Linked DNA regions of Zea mays: region 1 is linked to region 2. Evidence: chromatin contacts called from public Hi-C data. All regions are on one chromosome and are shown on one strand. The core of a region is the stretch at or near the end of the contact, and the rest is flanking DNA. Distances in the headings are between cores, read along the strand shown. Region 1 holds the start of LOC100383341. Region 2 holds the start of LOC100272410 (Presenilin-like protein).

Region 1 (4,544 bases), core at 1,149-3,648, 130 kb after region 2:
GAAAAGGTTAAACCTTATTTCCCTTTCAAAATGGCCTTAACCATATTCTCTAATTGATTTTGGTGCTTGATGACCATCACAACCTTATGGACTAACTAGTTTGCCTAGTCTTTCATTCATAGGTGCATAAGTCCACTCAACTCATTCTAAGTCAGAAACATCTCAAATCTGGCCACTAAGGGGTAAAACTTGGAAAATATAAAAAAATACCTAGTTTCACACATTGGATAAGTTGAATACACCCCTAGAAACCTTTTTGATACTACCTCCGTTCTCGAATATTTGTCGCCAGCTAGTTCATTTTTGAACTAAATAGTGACAAATAAAAAAGAGCGGAGGGAGTACAGCTAAGGAGATTGGATGGCTCAAGTTTACAAAAACACTCTTTTGTAGCCAGTTTGAGCAAAAACCAATTTCTAAGAAAAAGAGAAGAAAAGGTCCAATAAATGTTACTTAGACTAGTTGGATTGTAACTATAAATGTTTGTCTAAGTCATGGGGATGATTTTGAAGATAGTCAAAAAGATTTTGGAGAAGAATTGGACAAAAGAAGAAAAATCTAGTCTGTTGTCGGGGCCACCGGACCGTCTGGTGGCGCACCGGACCGGTTCAGTGTGCACAGACTCGGTCCGGTAGTATTTTTACTGAACAAGCTAGTCTCGGGAAATTTGGAGCAGCAGCACCGGACCGTTTCGGTGACACACCAGACCGTCTAACAAGGTTCAATGGTCACCTGCAGAAATCAGAATGGTCACCTGGCAAACCACTGTTCACGGTCTGTTGGCGCACCGAACTGACATTGTTCATGGTCCGGTGCACCACTGCGCAGTCAACTTTTGCGCTGAAGTTTCCAACGACTCTATTGAAACTTGGGATATAAATACCCCCAACCAGCACATTGAAGACACAAGAGTCACTTCAACCTACTACACATTAAGTGCAACCTCTCCACGCATTCAAAGCTAATTTCGCGCCGCATTTGATCCTATTTGCATTTAAATGGCTTAGCGGCAAGAGCAAAGAGATTTACGAGTTCTTATGCTCTTGATTTGAGCTTTCTTATTCTCACTTCCCATTCTCGTTCTCTTGATTGTAAAGTGAGGCAAGAGACTCCGAATACTTTGGGTGGAGATCCTTGCGGGACTTATTACCCCCGTGATAGTGAAGCAAACTCATACGGTCTCGGTGACCATGTGAAAGAGGTAAAAGGTTGAAAGAGACTCGTCCTACGTGGACTCCTCAACAATGAGTAAGTTCTTCGGAACCGAACCTCGGGAAACAAATCGCTGTGTTTTTGCGTTGGTCTCAATCTTTATGATTTGCTTATTTCCTCTCCCTATCTAGTTCTCTTGCTTGCAATCGTTTTGAGTTGGTTTCTAAAGTTATCTGCATTGTTTGAGTAACTCATAGCAAGAAGAATTTCTCTTCCGTACTCCGGTTTCATTAACACTCGTTCTAACGGTAACTTCGAGTGAAGTTTATGTTTAAAATTTATAATTTTTAAGTTTCGTCTATTCACCCCTATAGACCATCTTCAGTTACCTATTGGATGCTTAGCCTTGGGAGAGCATCCTCGCAATGATTTCTGACGAGAAGTAGAGAGAAACTTGCATGTTTCTCATTAAAATGCCATACAGTAGGACATCAGCCCACAACAATACGGCAATACATCGCTCATAGTTATAGTCCTACTGACACCCACGCCAGTAATTCCTTCCCGCGCCTCTAATTTGACGTTTGTATGCGCGTGTTTGTGGAAATGGACTTTTTATCCACTTCACGGTTGTGAGCTAAGATGCGATTACGAGCCTTTTTTCCATCAGCAAGGTACTGCCGTACTGGATTCATTGGATTTATCTGTTTCCGTCAGTTCATGTAAGAATCGTACTGTAGTTTTGAACGGTCGTGTACCTCCATTTTTGCCGGCCCACGCCAGCAAGGAGGCTGACCTCCAAAACTGAAGGACTCCTACAAGCTGACGCCAAATGGCAACACAGGCACACAGCCAGTGCAGCTTAAGTAAGGGCTGACATCAGAACTCTTGAGATACTATTATATCGATAAAAAAGAGAAAAGAATACATTTTTTTAAAAAAAAACTTTAGCTGAGGTGGCACCCATCAGTCCATCACCACTCCACGGCGTCATGGCTGCCACATGATGATCAGCGAGGCACCAAGCGCCTCCCTTTTCCCCGTTTTTCTCTTCCTTTTGGGGACCATCTATTTCTGGGCTGGCCGGAAAGCGAAACTGCCACCACCGCTGAAACTTTTATTAGCCGAGCCGAGCGAGCGTTCGAGGGCGAGGAGGAAATCAGGTGGGGGAAAACTTAAAATTAGAAGTCCAGCGCAATAATTGAGCAGGCAGGGCCCCTCCTAATCACTGCCCCTAAACATGTGTGCCGGGCCGAGGCCATGGTCGATGCAGGGAGGAGGATGCCGCCGCTGCCGCGGAGATTGATAGTACTAGTATAAAGCAGGCGGAGACAGCCGGCCCCTCTGGCCTCGCTGCTCCCCCTTCCTCCCCGTCCCCACCCACATGCCCTGCCTCCGCCCCGCCCCGCCCTGCCCAAGGTGATTGATTGATTGGTTGGTTGGTTGGTTGCTTGCTTGCTTCGTTTCATGCTTTCCCCTTGCTTTGCTGAGATCCAAAAGCTGAGACTCAGCTTGTGGATCCATCTGTTCTGTGCGCCTACTCGTATCTTATCGCCGCCAGATTGGGAGCGTATGTGCCTGCTATCTGTGGATCCATCTGTATGTTGTTTTCCTGATTGAATCGTGTGTTGGATGCCTGGTGGTTGACCTTGCTCCTAGTCTTTTGATTTACACGAGCTTTCGACGAAGCCGCGTCTGGTCTGTCTGCTCCATCACAAGAGCACGCAAATGGTTCGATCTGCCGTACCAGATGATTGCTGCATTCAGTGGGACGTCATGCACATCCACGATGGATTGTAGCGTCAGCACTCTGATCTTTCCTTGTCGATTTGTTTGTCGCAGCTGAGTTCCCCCACCCCCAACAAACAATTACTAGAGTAGCTGCATTGGCGGGGAAATTAAAGCGCTAGAAGCTCAGCAGCAATGGCGGAGCAGGCGGGCGTCGGAAGGTACTGGTGCCACATGTGCGCCGCGGCCGTTAGCCCCGCGGAGGGCGAGGTGGAGATGAAGTGCCCGTTCTGCCACAGCGGCTTCCTCGAGGAGATGGAGACCGCCCGCGGGGCCGCGACCGACGACGGTGACGGCGACGGCGCGGTGGCTCAGGTGCACCCCGGCGCCGACCGCCCGAGCTCCATCTGGGCGCACGCTATCCTCAGCACGGTCGACAGCTCCGCCCGTCGCCGCCGCAACCGGCGGCAGCAGGAGGCCGCCAGCGACGTCTACGACTGGAACGACCCCGAGTTCTCGCTGCGCCGGCGGCGCGTCACCGCGTTCCTGCGGCTCCTGCACGAGCTCCGGGACCGCCAGCTGCAGCGGCTGGAGTCCGCTGCCGGCGTCGCCCTCGAAGGCGACCAGCTGACCCCGTTCGGCCGGAGCCTCTTCATCGGCGCAGCCGGCGGCGAGCATGGCGTGGCGCTGGGCGACTACTTCCTCGGCCCCAGCCTCGACGCCTTGGTACAGCAGCTCGCCGAGAACGATGCGGCGCGGCACGGAACGCCGCCGGCCAAGAAGGAGGCCGTGGAGGCAATGCCTACCGTGGAAATCGCCGGCGGCAACGATGACGACGACGCGGCCAGCTGCCCGGTCTGCCTGGAGGACTACGCGCCCGGCGAGCGCGCCCGCGAGATGCCCTGCAGGCACAGGTTCCACGGCAATTGCATCGTGCCGTGGCTCGAGATGCACAGCTCCTGCCCTGTCTGCCGGTTCCAGCTGCCGGCCACCGACGACAAGAGCTCATGCAGCGGCGGCGACGGTGGTTTCGTCAGTGTCGATGCGGATCGTGAAGGCAGTGACAACGGCGGGGGTGATGGTAGGGCAAGCTCTCCGGGCAACGCCGAGCTAGCTGAAGCTGAAGAGAGTGGCAGGCGGTTGCCGCCATCCTTGCAGTGGCTCAACAGCCTGTTCTCGCCGTCGGCGCAGTCCTCCGGTAGCGGCGGCAGCAGTTCGCATCATTGGGAGAACTAAGCAATATTGCCATGGTTGCTGCCGCTTGAAAGCTTGGCCCGTTGGTTGGTCCCAATGTACATAGGAAGGAGCAGGAGCATGCCGGGTTGGTGCCATGTAAAAATCTGGAGCCTTTTTTCAGTTTGGCTCATGTTAATGGTCTCTGATATGTATCATGGCTGTAAAAAAGAACAGAAATGGGCAAATGTATGAACTTGCCGCGCTCTTGCGTGAACTGGGTGCTAATCATCGTCTTACTACTCAATTTTGGTTTTTATTAACAAAACTATAGTATTTATGATATTAAATGTCTTTATATTTTTACCAATAATATTTTTATAGCATACCTGTTTGATGTTATAGATTTTTATAATTTTCTATGTAAGTTTAGTCTAACTCAAGATGTTTTGACTGTCAAGAAAATTGAAATCGCTTATAATTTAAAATAA
Region 2 (5,102 bases), core at 2,328-4,827:
AGGATCAGCATAATCAACAATATACTAGTATCAACTCTGGAACAACAATACCTTACCATCTAGTAGTCCAAATATAAAATAATAAATATACTATATGGCATTGAATTCAAATTGAGAAAATGATGAAGTAACAACAAGGAAAATGCTGAAATAAGAACACGTAAGGTAAGAGCTAACAACGTTTTTGGTTAGTGGAATGCCGCCATGCAAAATTATCCGATCCAGAAACCGAACCTCCTCAAGCTGTTTGATCTGCGTCATGGATTCACTTCGTTTGTTACCGTGTAGTACCCCTGTTAGGCCGTTACAATGATTCCGCAGCACGATGAGTTCATTCCACACAAAAAATGCCGGACCGACCCATTCTGATTAAACTCATGCGGCACGAACCAAATCCACAAACCAAACACACTGTAAACAGCTTTAGTAATCTTTGGTACTTTTAATATCGGCTGCACCAACCTTCCAGCGCTCTGTTCAGTAACCTCATTTCTTGCTCCACAAAACACCCACATCAATAGCTTTGGATTACTCAAAATTTCTTTTCCCATTAATTTTCTAGAACATCCTTACCAACCCACACTTCAGCAGCTTAAGTCTAACATTTTCTATAGATCAATTCTCGACTTAATAAAAGAGAGAATACCACATTCAACCAATCTTCAATTCAATGGAAATACTTGGAATCAGATACAGCCACCATGCAACTAAGCTGTCAGAACACATGACTGACTTGTAGCTATAACCCAATTGTCTTGAAACAGCATGTGGCTCTCTTGTATGGTCCTATATTTTGTATCTGCCAAGATGCACCTAATATTAACCCATTTTTTGTTAGCAGATGATTTGGGGCTGTTTATAAAAGCTATAAGACAGGAGAGATGGCATAATAATGTCTGCAAAATATTGATGCATTGCACAACCTCTGCAAAATATTTTACAACTGAATCACGATATACAGTTATACACATATAAGAGTGGTAATGGATCACGATCCAAATGTCTCTTCACATTTTAGTGTAAAATTTAGAGCCCAACCACTACACACCATTCATATATACCAAAATAAGACACAGAACTTAGGATAACTTCACAAAATTGGGGTTACCACAACTGGTGGGTATGGCAGATCAAAAGGAGAAAGCTTAGCTTATATATAGCCTTATTGAGGATATGTGCAACCCATGGATCAAAAGACCAGCTGTCGTCAAAAGTGGGTAATTAGAGAATGCTAATAGTACCATGGCTCAAGCCATTAAAATGTTACCTTGTTTTACCAGAGCTTAAAATGGCTAAAGTGCTGACATACCAAAGAAGAAAACACCAAAATCAAAACAAGAGAGGGAGTGCAAAACTAATGTTTTTAGCAGAATTTTGGCAACGTAAAAAGTGGCTGGAATTGACAAGGGTGTAAAAATGTTTTCCCAGTATATCATGTTGCCTGTTGGATATCCTAAAACAGAAAGAATTTGAACTAATGATAATTAATAACAACTTTGACAGGAAAAAATATTTTAGATGCTTAGCCTCATCTACCGCCCAAGTATTGTCAATGTTAATATCAGTTAAAACTTTTACCAATGTTCAATTAAAACAGTACATAAACATTAGCTACTGACTCCAAAAAATAAACACATGACTTACTGAACCTATCAAATATTGAAAAAAGTCTCGAAACAAAGTAAGAGGGCTAGCTTCCTATTAAAAAACTTTCTTCTATAGGTGGAAAATGAGTAGTTAATGGAGCATATAATGATTAACGTAATGGATGACCAATTACTTGATCTCTAATCTTAGGGTGAAAACACCAACTTTGAAGAACACAATAAGCCAAAGAACAACGAATGTAGAATAGCTCTTCTCGAATATCATGTCAGGTTGATAGACTTACAACAAGACATGAGCTAAATCTACCTACGATGCTACCTCAGAGTATATGGTCTTAAGCATTCCTAGAAATAAATACAAATGACAGTTTACGGTAAGTGACCAACAAATTATTAGTCATTCTCACATAGGATGCTGAATTGCTAACCAACAACTTTCTTTCGATTGAGGGCTTCATCCACATGTAAATGACAACAGCAGATCAGTGAAAGTCAGAACATCACCAAGTTTGTTGAAGCACCAACCACAAATGGCTCCATCAGCAACCGTGTCAAGAAGTAGAATGTAACTCCCAGCATAATAGAGATTGGGAGTGCAGGTAGCGCATGCCGGCATATGGAAAGCAAGACAAGGGTGCAACCAAGCCCAGCAATGATGGCGAGGTAGCATGCATACACAGTCATCAGATCATACATGGCAGCTCTCCCAACAAGCACACTGTAGAAAACAAAATCGCCAAGGCCCAACTTGATGCCCCTGGTAGACTCAAACATCTCAAAATCCAGAGGCTCTGACGATGAACTTTGTCTATGCTCCTCATCCAAAGCTGCATTGTAGGTAGAGGGTGCAGACACCAAAGGTGATGTCTCTTCTACGTCAGGATGTTCAATTTGAATGATGGCATGCTGTGAACTCCCACCTTGGTTTGCTGTCAGTTCTGCTGAAATCACTGGTACCTCCCTTTCAAGGTTCTCCATTTGGAGCACAGAACCTCTTGATCTTTTCATCTCACCAATGCTTGATCGGACTCTCACAAGATCCCTCATTTGCACGAAGGCAGGGCTGGCATCTTCCTCCTGCTCATATTGACTGCTACCGATCTGACCAGAATCTGCCATGGTTTGCATCTCCACAGACCCCATGGCTGAAGCGTAAGAGGAAGAACTTGTGACTGGGCCGACTGTAGGCCGAGACTCGTAGACGAGTGCTGGCAGCTCATCATCTCTGGAGGAGGCCAACTCCACAAGCATCCTGAGCGGTCCCCGGGGTGCAAGCACGGCAACGAGGTCGTAAAGAGCGAGCGCGACGAGCATGATCCACGTGGTCCATTCGGGGAGCCTGGAGAGCCAGGCGGCGACGATGACGGCGAGCGCGACCATGTACCCCTGGCGGACGAGGATGGGGACGGCGGAGGCGAATACAGAGAGGACACCGACAGCGGCGCCGTTGAAGAGGAGCAGGAGCGCGGTGGGCGCGTCGAGCGGGACCGCGAGGCGCCGGAGCACGGCGGCCACGATGGCGCCTCCCATGGAGAAGATGACGAAGAAGGCGGAGAACCGCATGTAGTTCTTGAGAAAACCCGTGCAGCGGAAGTAGTAGAGCGCAACGAGGACAAAGGTGACGGCGGCAACGAGGGCGACGAAGACGGCGGCGTCGAGGAGCGCCCCGAGGAGCTTCTGGCCCGGGGAGTCGTTAGGGGACTCGAGGTAGACGAGAGTGGCAGCTGTGACTGGAGGGGGTGAGCTCGACGCGGACCCGGAGGACGGCGGCGAGAGTAGGGAGATGAGGAGCACGACAAGGGCCATGCAGATGGAGACCGGGGACATGACCGCCAGCACCTCCGCGCCAAGGGTGTCGAAAATGGAGGTGGCGCTTACGGGCTCTTCCACGGCGGGAGCCGGCGCCGGAGAGGCGCCGGCGGGATCCATGCCGCGGAGAGGGAGGAAAGAGGAAACCAAGATCGATGGGGAATTTCTCTCGCTCCTCGGCGTGAGACCGACCAGGGTCGAAGCTTTGGGGTTTTCGGTTTGGTCCACGCGTTTGTGCGAAATTGCTTCGAAATCGTCAAATTTCACTGTCTAAAGCTGGGTTATCAATCAATTAGAGCATGTACCACCTAGATAAAATGTTGTGGTTCTCCAAACACTAAATACAACTTAAATACAGTCTATTACAATGGGGTATATCTCAGCCTTGACATCACTTGATCAAATATGCATATAGTTATACAAACATGTGTCCACCGAATCATAGTGTGCTGACAGACTGAATTGTGTGGCGATAGACTGAATTGTGGGAGGAAGAAGGGTGCGCTCATATGCATATATGCAAGTGTCTGTGTGACAGAGGAACTCTTCTTCCTTTGCATGGCGTCAGGTTCATACTGCAAAGAAACACATTCTGATTCCACTTCCGTTGCATGTCGTCCAGTACGCACTACAAAGAAACGCATGCAAATCAATTGGAAAACATTTAGTTCATGAAATGCATGCAGTAGCAATCGAATCAACTAGAAATCAAATCTGAAAATAAAAATATTCAGCTGTAGTAGTAAAGTATCCTGTTCTGGTACGAAAGTATTCAGTTCATGAAATCTGAAAATAAAAACTCTGTCAACCTCCAGATCACCCCTTTTCAGTTCCAATTCCTGACACTGAACAAGAATACCATCTGCACATGACAATGAATATGAACATGAACACAAAGAACGCTTCCTGCTATCTTGCAGAACAAAAGCTGCCTAAACTGAACACTGTCAAAACTTTTGCGCTTAAACTCTGCCTACACTAAATTGTAGCTCTATGGGCGAATGGCCGGCGGGCACCTGACAGCGAGATCTCCTTCGGTGATGGAGCACCCGTGATTGTCAAATCGCTGCACGCTGAAAAGGAAATATGCCCATGGGCTCTTCCTGTGTCTCTAGGTCTCTTAGGCGAAAGTCTCGACGACGACGCCCATGGGCGCCGCTTCCCCTGTTGAGGGTATCGCATCCCCAACGCTATCTTCCTTGGGTGAAAGTCCGGTCTATCGCATACAGGCGACGGTGGCGTCATGGTGACGTCACTCCCTTCCTGAAGACGTCGCTTCTGAAGTTCGTCTTGGCCACGGCTTTGCCTTCGGCTGTTGCTTCGCTTCTCGGCGCCTGGTATGCGGGTGGAGGTGGGGTTTTGCAACGTGAAGTCAGAGCTGCTACGTCAGGGGATGTGGCTCGGCAACGATAGCATGAGGCGAACCTCCCTTCTTCGTGGTCTAGAATGTTTCGAAGGTCGGGCAAAAACCAGAGGCAGTGCGGAGGGTCAAGATTGGAAGTCGGAGCTGCACTGTGCCTTGAGCCCTGGCAACGATGACCTGTTAAGACCTTTCGCTTTGGGCTGTTTGTCTGCTTTTCGTTTGGTTCGTCCGTCGGCTCCTTTGGGAAGAGAGTTGGTGAATGCTCTGCATGCTTGCTTGACAACGATGACCCTTAGCAGTTTTGTGTGCTCTTGTGTGGGGTT

The links. Hi-C and Micro-C count contacts between places; a contact is called where the count stands out from the background.
Region 1: a contact with region 2 is called in a Hi-C map of leaf, with 5 times the contacts expected there. The contact joins the promoter of LOC100383341 here to the promoter of LOC100272410 in region 2. A contact is called at or near these places in 5 of 25 Hi-C or Micro-C datasets (ear, leaf and an unstated tissue).

What each region holds. Positions count from the first base shown.
Region 1 is chr3:44,124,459-44,129,002 of Zm-B73-REFERENCE-NAM-5.0, forward strand. It overlaps LOC100383341, which reads left to right and starts at 2,399. Exons shown (of 2, transcript NM_001175998.1): 1 at 2,399-2,571; 2 at 2,995-4,339. The coding sequence starts at 3,076. The coding sequence ends at 4,116.
Region 2 is chr3:43,995,148-44,000,249 of Zm-B73-REFERENCE-NAM-5.0, forward strand. It overlaps LOC100272410 (Presenilin-like protein), which reads right to left and starts at 3,578. Exons shown (of 1, transcript NM_001146888.2): 1 at 645-3,578. The coding sequence starts at 3,536. The coding sequence ends at 2,100.